3 separate regions of the Hordeum vulgare genome follow, and all the other regions are linked to region 2. Evidence: chromatin contacts called from public Hi-C data. All regions are on one chromosome and are shown on one strand. Each heading gives the region's core, a stretch centred on a gene start, on an enhancer-like site or on the middle of the called end of the contact. The rest is flanking DNA. Distances are from core to core; before and after follow the strand shown.

Region 1 (3,570 bases), core at 507-3,006, 210 kb before region 2:
TGCCACTGCACGGTGTCGCGCGCCATCGGGCCCAGCCACGCCATGATCCGCTCCACCGCCTCCTTCCACCCCTCCGCCAGCCCGGCGTCCAGCGGCCCCGGGTCCCGCCACCAGTCGCGCAGCTTCGACCGCACCGCCGCGCGGAGCTTCCCCGGCAGCATCTCGTACATCTCCGCCCGCTCCGCGTTCGCCTCCTCCTGCCGCCCCTCCGCCTCCATCTGCAGCAGCTCCTCCGCCGACACGATCACGTTCGCGTACTGCTGGTCCAGCCCGGCGCCGCCCACCGTGCTTGCCGGCGCGTCCAGGACCTTGCGCCAGTCCACGCCGCCCTTCTGCCCCCTCTGGCCGATGATCGGGCACGAGCTGCTCAGCTGCTGCATCGGCGGGTGGACACGGGACGGCGCCCCCGCCCCCTCCCGCTCCCGCCGCGTGATCGGCCCCGACGACGCCTTCGCCTTCCCCGTCCGCGGGCTCATCAGCAGCTTGGACAGCCTGGTGTGGACGCTTTCCGCGGAGGTGGACGGCATCGGCGGCGGAAGCCCCGGCACGAACTGGCCGAAGACGGCGCAGATGCGGACGAACACGGCGCAGGCGGCGCGCGCCATGAGGCCCACGGCCTTCTCGTAGCTCTGGCTCCACAGGGACTCCTCCTTGAGCCGCCGCACCTTGAGCAGCTGCGTCTTGATCTCCTGCTTGAGCGACTCGGCGCCCATCGAGTCGCCGGCCAGCGGCGGGTCGGCGAGCTTCGCCGGTATCGGCCCGCTGAGGCGGCTCCAGCCGCGGACGGTGAGCTTCCGCTCGGCGGACTCGAGCTCATCCAGCGCCTCCATCTCGGAGCACAGCTTGGACGTGGCCGCCACGAGGCGCTCCATCTTCTTGGCCTTGACCTTGAGCCCCTTGGCGGCGAGCAGGTCGAGGCGCGCGTCGTGCGCGCCGGCCTTGATGCTGGCGTACACGCCGGCGAAGTCGATGCCGCAGCGCAGGCCGAGGCGCGCGACGGCGGCTGCGGCGGCGTCGAGCGACAGCACCAGCTCGGCGCAGGCGAGCCTGAGCAGGAACGCCTGGTCGGTGGAGTTGAGGTAGGCCACCCCGGGCGAGCGCATGGCGTCGGAGCGCAGCCGGGACACCTCCTGCTCCGAGAGCGAGCGGTGCAGCGACAGCAGCTTGGACATGGCCGCCCCGGCCTCGAACGCCAGTATGCCGAGCGCCGCCTGCGGCACCGCCGGCAGCCGGAAGTCCACGGGCAGCCACGAGGCCGCCTTGTGCGCAACCATCGATCGCTCCCACCGAAGCAATGAATCAACAGCCCGACCTGTTGGCTGTGGGCACCTTTCTGGCTTTGCTGTCAATACGGGCAGACAATCAAGCCATGTAATGGAATGGAATGATTCGCCGAGCTGGGCGTCCTCGGCGATGGCGCCGGCCTTCCTCTAGTACCACTACCACTACCAGCCCGTCGACGCGGTTGCTGGTACGGGCTAGGCTGGGATGGTTGGTGTGGGCGTCACAACTCACGAACTTTCTTATATATCGCCGGTGGTCGCTCCCCGTTTTGCTAGCTATAGCCGCTCGGAAGTTAAGCGTTGGCGCGGGCAATTAGATGTGGGGGATGGCGATGGTGCGAGGGTTAAGTAGCGTGCGTGGCGGGAGGAGGAGGACACGGTCGCGGCGCGCGTGGGAATGCCTTGCCGAAATGGTAGGCGCTGCCCACACGACGGAGCGAGCGAACGAACGTCCGTTGCGGCGTCTGATTTCGGACTCGGGGTGGCCCCCCGGGACTAGGCTAGTTTATCATTTTTGGTTCCGGGGTGGGGGCACGTCGCCCCCGGTTATTCTATGCCGAAACCCCTCGCTCTGGCCTGGTCCGAGGTTACGGCCGGGCAAAAACCATTAACGGACTCGATCGGGATCCACTGGTTGTGCTATACTAATCTTCTTCGTCGCAGAGGAAGTTATTTGGGGCATATATTATTATCTTGGGGTGCCCGGGCCGGGAATTGATCTTTTCCTGCGAAATTACCGAGACGTTTTCCAACTAGGATCGTTTCTACATTTTCTAGTATAGTACTCGTATGCCATCTTGGGGTTCTCTTCCGATATAAGAAACCCGATTCAGCCGTCCCGCCGGCCGGACGCGTGTTGATCATGTGCCCGTCGTCGATGAAGCAAAGGTTCATGGACGTGGCTGGCTGTGATAGTTGACAATATCGCCCATATCCAACATGCAAAGAGATGTCCATGACTAGCATGCCTCGCTCGCGCACATGGCTGCGTGAGCATTCGGTTGCGTATGCGCGAGGCGCCTACGCGTGCATATGCATGCATGTGTGTGGTGTTGCTTACGGACTAAGATACTGTTGTAAGATGGAGTAGTACAGCTCAATCAAGTCCAAGGAATTGGACAACGGAATCCCCGTACTCGACCAGTACTGTTGTAGCCCGTCCCTAAATAACCGTCGAGCTCTAGCACAAAATTACTCTAAATTTAAGGCATTTCTTTTAAAACGGAAGAAGTATGTGTTTACTCCTTTCTTTTCAGATCACTGTACATGTTTACTCCAGCAGTGTACTAGCTTAAGGAGTAATGTACTGTGTATAGATATGCTATAGGATACTGCAAGTGTGTACTTTACAGTTTGTGAGGAAAAGTAATTAGTATTTTATTTTCACCTAAAGGAATTAGTATTATGATGTACACATCCAGTCACATCTAACTAGCCGGCCTGCTCCATATTTCAAATCAGTTGTACCTTCACGTAGTTAGTTGAATTTAGAGGTAATATCACCGGCGGTGCTTAAACTTGTCACTCTTGTTCACTTTGGTGCCTAAACTTGAAAAATACATCGAACTGGTTCTAAAACTTGGCACAGGCGTTCAAATACAATGGTAATTCTATCTATATGACGTATAATACACTGACTGACATGGCATTTTGATTAGCATGCATACATGGCGTGAGAGGCACTTCTAACAAAGAGTTTGCTTTATATATGTCTCTATGACCAGCGGACCCACATGTCAGCACAAAGGAAAAACCCGAGTTAAAATTTGTTGTACAAATGATTTGAACTAGCTTTCAGGGGATAGCGGACAACGTGTGCTAGCAGCTCCTCCAATTAAGATTAGGTGTACAAAGTGTGTAAATGTCATATCTATATAAACAAACCGACGTGTATATTTTTTAGGGATACCTGTATGGTTTCAATGGGTTCGAATCAGTGCGGTTAATGTTAGTTTTTTTCTTAAATTTGCAAAAATTACGTAAAGTATAATGATAGTAATAAATATAAAGTTGAAATACTAGTGTGCTATAAATATTATACATGTAAAATATAACTTATTTAGCAAAATGTTCAAGTATTAATAATTATTTATTGTTACTTATTTTTAGACAAATCGTACAAATTAAATTTTATTTATTGTAATAAAAATGTTTCTATAGTTTATAATATCATAAAGAAAAATCACAATTTGGAATTATATTTTTAATTATACAAAAAATTATATATTTATATGCACATTTTGTAATTCCTATTTAAGAATTTTTTGCATAACAAAAAATATTCATA
Region 2 (3,792 bases), core at 706-3,205:
TCCCTGTCTTAAGCCTTTGTAGGTTTGAAAATAATGACCCATGTCATCATTCATCTTTATCCCCACACCACCCTTCTGAATAAAGGTATCCACTTGTGCCCTCGAGGCTTCATTGAACCCTTTCATTCGTAGGGCTTGTTGCAGAAAAGGCCATTTAACTTTATCATATGTTTTTTTTCAAAATCCACCTTAAAAAATTACTCCATCTAATTTTTTAGAGTGTATTTCGTGTAGCGTCTCATGTAGTACCACAACCCCTTCTAGGATGTGTCTACCGGGCATGAAAGTTGTTGAGTGTGTTGTACAATAGAATGTGCTATCTGTGCCAGCCTATTCGTTGCGACCTTTGTAAAAAACTTGAAACTCACACTGAGCAAACATATCCCCATCAATCTTCTTAAAACCCTAGTACCAAACAAGGCTTCATCCGTGTCGCGCGTGTAAGCCGGACGACACCTCTGGCGACAGCGAACTAGCTCATCCGTAACTTGTATTGACACCCAGGTATACCTTCTTGGAAATTCCTCGCCCTGCATACACGTGCTATGAAAATGAAAGACGACGATGACCATGGCAGCAGGTATACCTTCTTGGAAATTCCTCGCCGTGCATACACGTGCTATGAAAATGAAAGACGACGATGACCATGCTGCCATGCAATCAGGCTTACTTTCTACCCACACGATGCGTGTACTCCCCATTCACCCGTCCTTTTCTCCAGTGGAATCAGTGAGCCGACGGTCGGTATCGAAAACTAAAGATGAGATGTGTGCCCATTCCATCAGTGGTGACGCCATTTCCAACAAGACCGATGGCGGTCATGCTTTGCCTTGCCAACCTTGTCTCTACCTTTTAAAGTTATTGTATTTGATACTGAGCCATCAAGGAGAACAAACGGACTAGTAGACAACATTCAACCCAAGGTTAACAATTGACCAAGGACTTAGAGCACCTCCAACAACAGGCGCACACGATATTAGGTCGCGCTGAATAAATTGTATTTTTGGTGTGCGTGGCCGTTTCAAACTTTCCAATGAAAAATACAAAAAATGCGCGTGCGGTATAAATAATTCAAAGCACGAGGCGAAACAGCATCGCGCGTCGCTTATTTCGTGTGTCCAATCTCGCGCGCTGCACACTCAAACGTCCGCGCCGCACTATCGCCATCCTCTTCGGCCGCCCCGCCTCCCCCCCTTCCACCCCCGCCTCGCGTTGTCGTCGGCGAATTTGCCCGATGGACAGCCGCACCGACATCCCCCTCACCTCTTCCTACGCCCGTGACCCCTTCGCTGCCGTCGGCGACGCAAACCCTAGCCCAAGGAGCTTTGGCTTCGCCTTCGCCGGTGCTCTTCCAACCAACGGTATCCCGCGGCCTTTTCATGACGCCACGGACGACCTCGACGGGTGACGTCGCGTCGGCGCCCGCCGTGAAGCCACGTGCCCCCCCCCCCCTCTCGAAGATCACAAATGCGATGATGGTGAAGGCGGGTAAGGTATCCGTGAAGAAGAACAAAGCGGTGGACGACTCCTTTAGGCGGCCGAAGAAGAAACTTACAGGACGTGCGACGGATGCGGCGGCAACCGAAGCGCCGGCGAGCTATGTTATATCTTTTTTTATGTTTGAATTATCACTATATTATTAAAATGAATATGTTACAAGCGTCGGCTCCTCGTGCATGTTTGCTAGAACGATGTGGGTACAATTTTTTGAGTGATCATTGGAGCCGACGCGTATAAAAAATAGTTATTTCGACTATCTTTATTTTAGCGCGGTTGTCCGGCTTTTGAAGATGGTCAAGTGACCACCAACTACAGTCTACAGCAGCCAGTCCACTCCGACTCCAGCTTAAGGGGGTGTTTGGTTGGCTTCCACCCAGCTTCCGTCTACCGGCTTCGAAACCAAAAGCTTCTTTGGTTGGGCTTCGAGTCGGCTTCCGGCTTCCGGCTTCGAAGCCAAAAGCCCGGTAGACGGAAGCTGGGTGGAAGCCAACCAAACACCCTCTAGAATCGAGCTGCGCGTCACGAGCGCACGCGCCGCGCCGCGGCAGCGATGGCGGTGACCGAGCGATCACTGCCGTGCCTCTTCCTCCACGGCGCCAGCGCCGCGGTCCACCTCATCCTCGTCCTCGCCGTTGCTGGGAGCCGGCTCTTCCCCCGCCGCGGGAAGGACACGGTCGTCGCCGCGTGCGGGTTCCGGTGCCACGCGGTGGCGGCCTGCGCCACGTGGGCTCTGGCGGCGTTCCAGCTCCTCCTCGCCGCGTACTCCTGCTACCTGGGCACCGGCGCCGGATATCCGCTCGACGCGGCGGCGGACCTGGCGGATGGCGCCGTGCGGGCGGTGGCGTGGCTGCTGCTCGCGGCGTACCTGCAGTTCGAGTTCCGCCGCGAGGAGCGGTTCCCCGCGCCGCTCAGGCTCTGGTGGGCGCTCTTCCTGCTGCTCTCGGTTCTCGAGGTCGCCGTCCACGCCGCCACGAGCCTCGACGGGGTTCCCGTGCCCGCGCGTTCGTGGGCGCTCGACGCCGCCTCGGTCCTCGCGGCCGTGGTACTGCTCGTCGCCGGGCTGTTGGGCAAGAGGGAACTAGCAGGCGGGTCTGCTTCCGAGGAGCCTCTGCTAAATGGCGCGAGTGAGAGCAACAGCGCCTATGCCTCCGCGTTCTCCGGCGCCGGCCTCCTCGGCGTCCTCACCTTCTCCTGGATGGGGCCGCTGCTCGCCGTGGGCCACAAGAAGGCCCTCGGCCTCGACGACGTCCCGGGCCTCGACCCCGGCGACAGCGTGGCCGGCCTGCTCCCCTCGTTCAAGGCCAACCTCGAGAGGCTGGCCGGCGACGGCACCACCGCCCAAAGGGTGACGGCGTTCAAGCTCGCCAAGGTGCTGGTGCGCACCTTCCGATGGCACGTCGCGGTGACCGCGCTCTACGCTCTGGTCTACAACGTGGCCACCTACGTCGGCCCGTACCTCATCGACTCCCTCGTGCAGTACCTCAACGGCGGCGACGAGAGGCACGCGAGGAAGGGGCAGCTCCTTGTCCTCGCCTTCATCGCAGCCAAGGTGTTCGAGTGTTTGTCCCAACAGCACTCGTGCTTCCGGCTGCAGCAGGTCGGGATACGGGCGCGGTCCGCGCTCGTCGCCGTCGTGTACGAGAAAGGGCTGGCCCTCTCCGGCCGTTCCAGGCAGACCCACTCGAGCGGCGAGATGGTCAACATCGTCGGCGTCGACGCCGACCGCGTCGGGAACTCCTCCTGGTACATCCACGACCTGTGGCTGGTACCGCTCCAAGTAAGCATGGCGATGTTCGTCCTCTACTCCACTCTCGGGCTTGCCTCGCTCGCCGCGCTCGGCGCCACCGTGGTCGTCATGCTTGTCAATGTTCCTTCGGTGAAAGTCCAGGAGAAGCTCCAGAAGAATCTGATGAAGAGCAAGGATGTTAGAATGAAGGCGACGTCCGAGATCCTACGCAACATGAGGATTCTCAAGCTGCAGGGGTGGGAGATGAAGTTCTTGTCCAAGATCATCGCCCTCAGGAAGACAGAAACAAACTGGCTCAAGAAGTACCTTTACACCTCGACCATGATCACCTTCATCTTCTGGAGTGCCCCTACTTTCATCGCCGTGGTCACCTTCGGAGCATGCATACTAATGGGGATACCATTGGAGTCGGGCAAGGTGCTGTCTGCATTGGCCACACTCCGGGTGCTGCAGGAATCGATATACAACCTTCCGGACAGGATCTCGGCCATCATTCAGACAAAGGTGTCTCTTGACAGGATAGCCTCCTTCCTGTGCCTCGAGGA
Region 3 (3,986 bases), core at 388-2,887, 150 kb after region 2:
CCATGTCATGGGAGCAACAAATGACTTTCTACGAATTCAAAATTCCGAATACATGAACCATTTATTTCTACCCCCTCCGGTCCTCTAAGGGTGTGTTTGGTTGGAGGGATACGCTAGGGTGGTTGTGGGTATCCCCAACCAGGTGGCTGGGGATAGCCCTTTTTTTTGTTTGGTTGGAAGGGTAGGGTTATCCCTTTTTTTGTTTGGTTGGGAGGATGGAATCCTGCCGCGTCGGCCTCCTCCTGCGCCACCCGCGCCGGCCGCCTCCCCCCCCCCCCCCCCCCCCCCCCGCCGGCCGCCTCCCCCCGCGCCGGCCACCTCCCCCCGCGCCGGACGCCTCCTCCCGTGCCGGCCGCCCTCCCGCGCCTTGCCGCGTCGGCCGCCCCAGAGTGGTTGCCACCGCCCGCCCGTTTTTGGCGGTTGGCCACATCCCTTTTTTTGGAGAATATTCCAGCATCTGGTTGACTCTATCCCTCCTCGCCCCAGATCCAAACGCATGGCAACCACAGAAAAAAGTGGTTATCCCTGTCCCTGGGAGGATATCCCTCCAACCAAACACACCCTAAAAGCTGTTGTCCTGGACACCGGTACAGTCTTCAAAATAGAACTTTGACTATTAATTTCTATTATAATATACTCCCTCCGTCCCATAATATAAGAGCGTTTTTTACACTATACTAGTGCCGGAAACGCTCTTATATTATGGGACAGAGGGAGTACTACTCAAAAGTTGTGGGACAGAGGGAAATTTTATCCAGACATTTGAATGGATTCCCTATAAGATGATATAAAACTGCCTCCATGTATGAATGTTACACAAGTGAAGTGATAAGAAAACAAGCAATGTCTAACCACAATTAATCATGATCTTCCGAGAAAAATGATTTGTAATTAAATGCACAGTTTTCTCGTCGTTCCTTCTTGTTACAAGTGACATTTATGCATGATAAGGCTATAATGTATGTGTTATATTCAGATTACTTATGCCCCAAACCCCAACTTCACCTGTGCCATCATCTGCGACTGGAGCCCGTAGTGCGCGGCAGAAGCCGCGTTGCCCTGCCCTTGCATCATCCCGAGCTGCCCCTGACCAAGCATTGCAGCGCGGGCCGCCAGCTGCTGCTGCTGCTGCTGCCCCAGCTGCGCTCCGCCACCTGAGAAGCTCATCTGCCCTCCGTACATCCTGGCCGTTGCCGCGGAGTATTGTGGAAGCTGGCTGGCAGCGGCGAGGCGGGAAGCCGAACCCGAGCGCTGGATCTGGCCGTAGCCTCCGGCGCCGGGCACTGCCTGCGTGGGCGAAGGCGCCTGCAGCTGCTGCGGACGAGGCGGGAAGTCCGCGGACCCTCCGCCCGCAGCTGCCGCGGCTGGATCGAGCTGCGGGGAGGAGATGACGGAGAGGTCGGAGACGGTGGGGGAGGGGGGGATTTGGGGGGACAGGAGGGGGGTAGGGTTGGAGTTTTGCGGGATGGGGGCGGAGCCGCCGAGCTGGTCGGGCTGCGGCGAGGCTATGGCGGCTACGGACGGCGGATCCGCCATGGCAGGCGGGGTATAGGGTTTCCGCGGGCGGCGGTGGCCGGAGACGATGCGGGGTGGACGGTCGCGTGGAGGGGCGGGGACTAGGTGCCGGTCGTGTGGGACAGTTTGACGTGTGCGCGTAGTCTTTTCCCGATCGAGTCAGAAGGTATTCCGGTCACTGACAGGTTGGCCCATGCGATCGTTTTTCTTTCGAGAGCACCAGCCATAAGCTCTACCCGCAAATCCATGGATGCCTCTTCGTAATGGAAATACCATAACCAATACTGTATCATGTATCATACGTATCAACTAAACAATTTTAATACGAAGATTGTAGCCTTTTAAGAGTAAGAACTAGGAAGATTTTAAACGCTTCGGTGAAATAATTAGTTATGTCCTTTTGCGTACTCGCTTGACTGATATTTTAAAAATGCATGTATGTGTTAAGTATATAAAGGATATTATTATCAACAACAAAAAATACGTAAAACTGAAATTGCTACTATGCTTGCTAATTATTTTTTTGATGATGGAGTGTCTAAGAAGTTGGCACATCCTGGTATACCCACAATACCTTGTTCCATTAAACAAAACTATGTTATAACTGTTTTATGTGATTTAGGAGGTGGTGTTAGTGTTATGTTATTCTCTTTATATAAAAGACTTAATTTAAATAAGCTTACAACTACTGAGATATCTACGCAAATGGCTGGTAAATCCACTGCTTTACCTATTGGAATTTGCGAGGATGTTCCTGTTGTGTTTGCAAATATTACTATGTTAACAGACTTTGTTATTCTTGAAATGCGTGAGGACGACAACATGTCAATTTTACTTGGTAGTCCCTTCCTAAATATTGCACGCATTGTTATTGATTGCAACAAAAGCAATGTCACTTTTCATGTCAATGACAAACAATATACCGTTCTATTTTTTGAAGAGGCAAATCCTGGTTAATAATATTAATGTCATTGAGTCTAGCGCCATGGTAATCATTGGAGAATTTAAAAATTCTCTACTTTCTCCCAAGAAGAAATATTATAATCTTACTGTTGGGGAAATGCAAATCCTCGTTGCGGCAACTTAGTGTCATATGAAAATGCTCCGGTTTTATGTCAATTGAAAACAGTCATTAATAAGACTTGATCAATCTTATTAATGGATCCTTTTTGAATGACACGTGGTTGATGAATTTAGTAGGCACAACTCTGTGTATTATTAGTTTACTCTGCGTTATTCTTATTTAAATAAAATAAAATGACATGATTATTCTATTTTCTGAGTTTTCCATGCAATAAAAAATGAACCAAAAATAAAAAGTCTTAGAATGCCAGCAAATTTTAGCATGGTATTTTCTAGAATATTTAAGAATGTTTGGTCATGAAAACACATCAGGGAGGGGCACTCGTGGACAACGAGGCAACACGGCACGACCACACCCCGGGCCGCGCCATGTTGTGTGGTGGGGCCCATAGAGGCCCTACCTTATCTTTTAAGCTCATGTCGTCCCTTACCTCCAGCAAAAATTCCCTATCTCTCTCTCTCTCTATATATATATATATATATATAGTGTTCTTCATGTTTTCATTATTTTTTGTATCTCTTGCTCGGAACCCCGTTTCTGAAACTGTTTTGAGGAATTGCTCCTTGGTATGTGACTCTCATTCTTGAATTAGTTTTTGCTTTAGTGTTTTATATTTTATATAATTTGCTGCACTTGGTGCTACTAAAAATGAGCTTGCATGTCTAATTTTTTTGAGTTCCAAGTAGTGGGAATGCTTGATATGTCCTCTAGGCATCCATATGAGTAGTTGCTATCAATCTTACAAAGTTTTATTGACATAATTTTGTGGTCCAAAAATTTCAGAAATTTGTTCATCGGAAGATGAGTTTCTTTAGGTGAGGTTCTTCAACCGGGAGCTCCAAAGGAGTTGTTGCGAGGACCCAAGACTAGGATAACAACATTCCTCGCAACACATAGGTTAGGTCGTGTGAATGGCCACACACACCCTTCATGAGTGAGGTGGGTTTTCATCAAGAATTCATGCAACTCATTGCAAATGTCGGGTTGACCAACTTCCTCGCAGATGAGTGTGATCAATAATATCTCCTTACAAATTCCTTTGTGCAAAACTTTTACTTCAACAATACGCTTGATGTCCCCATGGTTCGTTTTGATTTGTATGCTCAACATCATGAAACACCACTCTATGAATTTTGTGAAATATGCATGATTCATTTTGACGGGGGAACTCGTGAGCCTGGAAACGAGGTGTTCGAGGATTTCCTCCTCACCTTGACCGTGGGAGGAATTAGGGGCATGTCGAAGGCAAGGGACACTAGCGTACATTTTCCTTTTGTGCATTATTTGGCTTTGTTTATAGGAAAATGTTTAACTGCTATGACTCAAAGCGGTGGTCTCAGTGCTCCCACCCTCGCTATTTTAGGTCCTGCACTTTACGGCGACAGTA

Evidence for each region. A called contact is a pair of places that touch in the nucleus more often than the background predicts.
Region 1: a Hi-C map of seedling shows a contact between it and region 2, with 2.1 times the contacts expected there. The contact joins the promoter of LOC123444910 here to the promoter of LOC123444907 in region 2. A contact is called at or near these places in 2 of 6 Hi-C or Micro-C datasets (leaf and seedling).
Region 3: a Hi-C map of seedling shows a contact between it and region 2, with 1.7 times the contacts expected there. The contact joins the promoter of LOC123444903 here to the promoter of LOC123444907 in region 2. A contact is called at or near these places in 3 of 6 Hi-C or Micro-C datasets (leaf and seedling).

What each region holds. Positions count from the first base shown.
Region 1 is chr3H:548,571,924-548,575,493 of MorexV3_pseudomolecules_assembly, reverse strand. It overlaps LOC123444910, which reads right to left and starts at 1,756. Exons shown (of 1, transcript XM_045121796.1): 1 at 1-1,756. The coding sequence starts at 1,274.
Region 2 is chr3H:548,364,766-548,368,557 of MorexV3_pseudomolecules_assembly, reverse strand. It overlaps LOC123444907 (ABC transporter C family member 3-like), which reads left to right and starts at 1,955. Exons shown (of 10, transcript XM_045121793.1): 1 at 1,955-3,792. The coding sequence starts at 2,051.
Region 3 is chr3H:548,218,694-548,222,679 of MorexV3_pseudomolecules_assembly, reverse strand. It overlaps LOC123444903 (transcription initiation factor TFIID subunit 12b), which reads right to left and starts at 1,637. Exons shown (of 8, transcript XR_006631044.1): 1 at 1,006-1,637.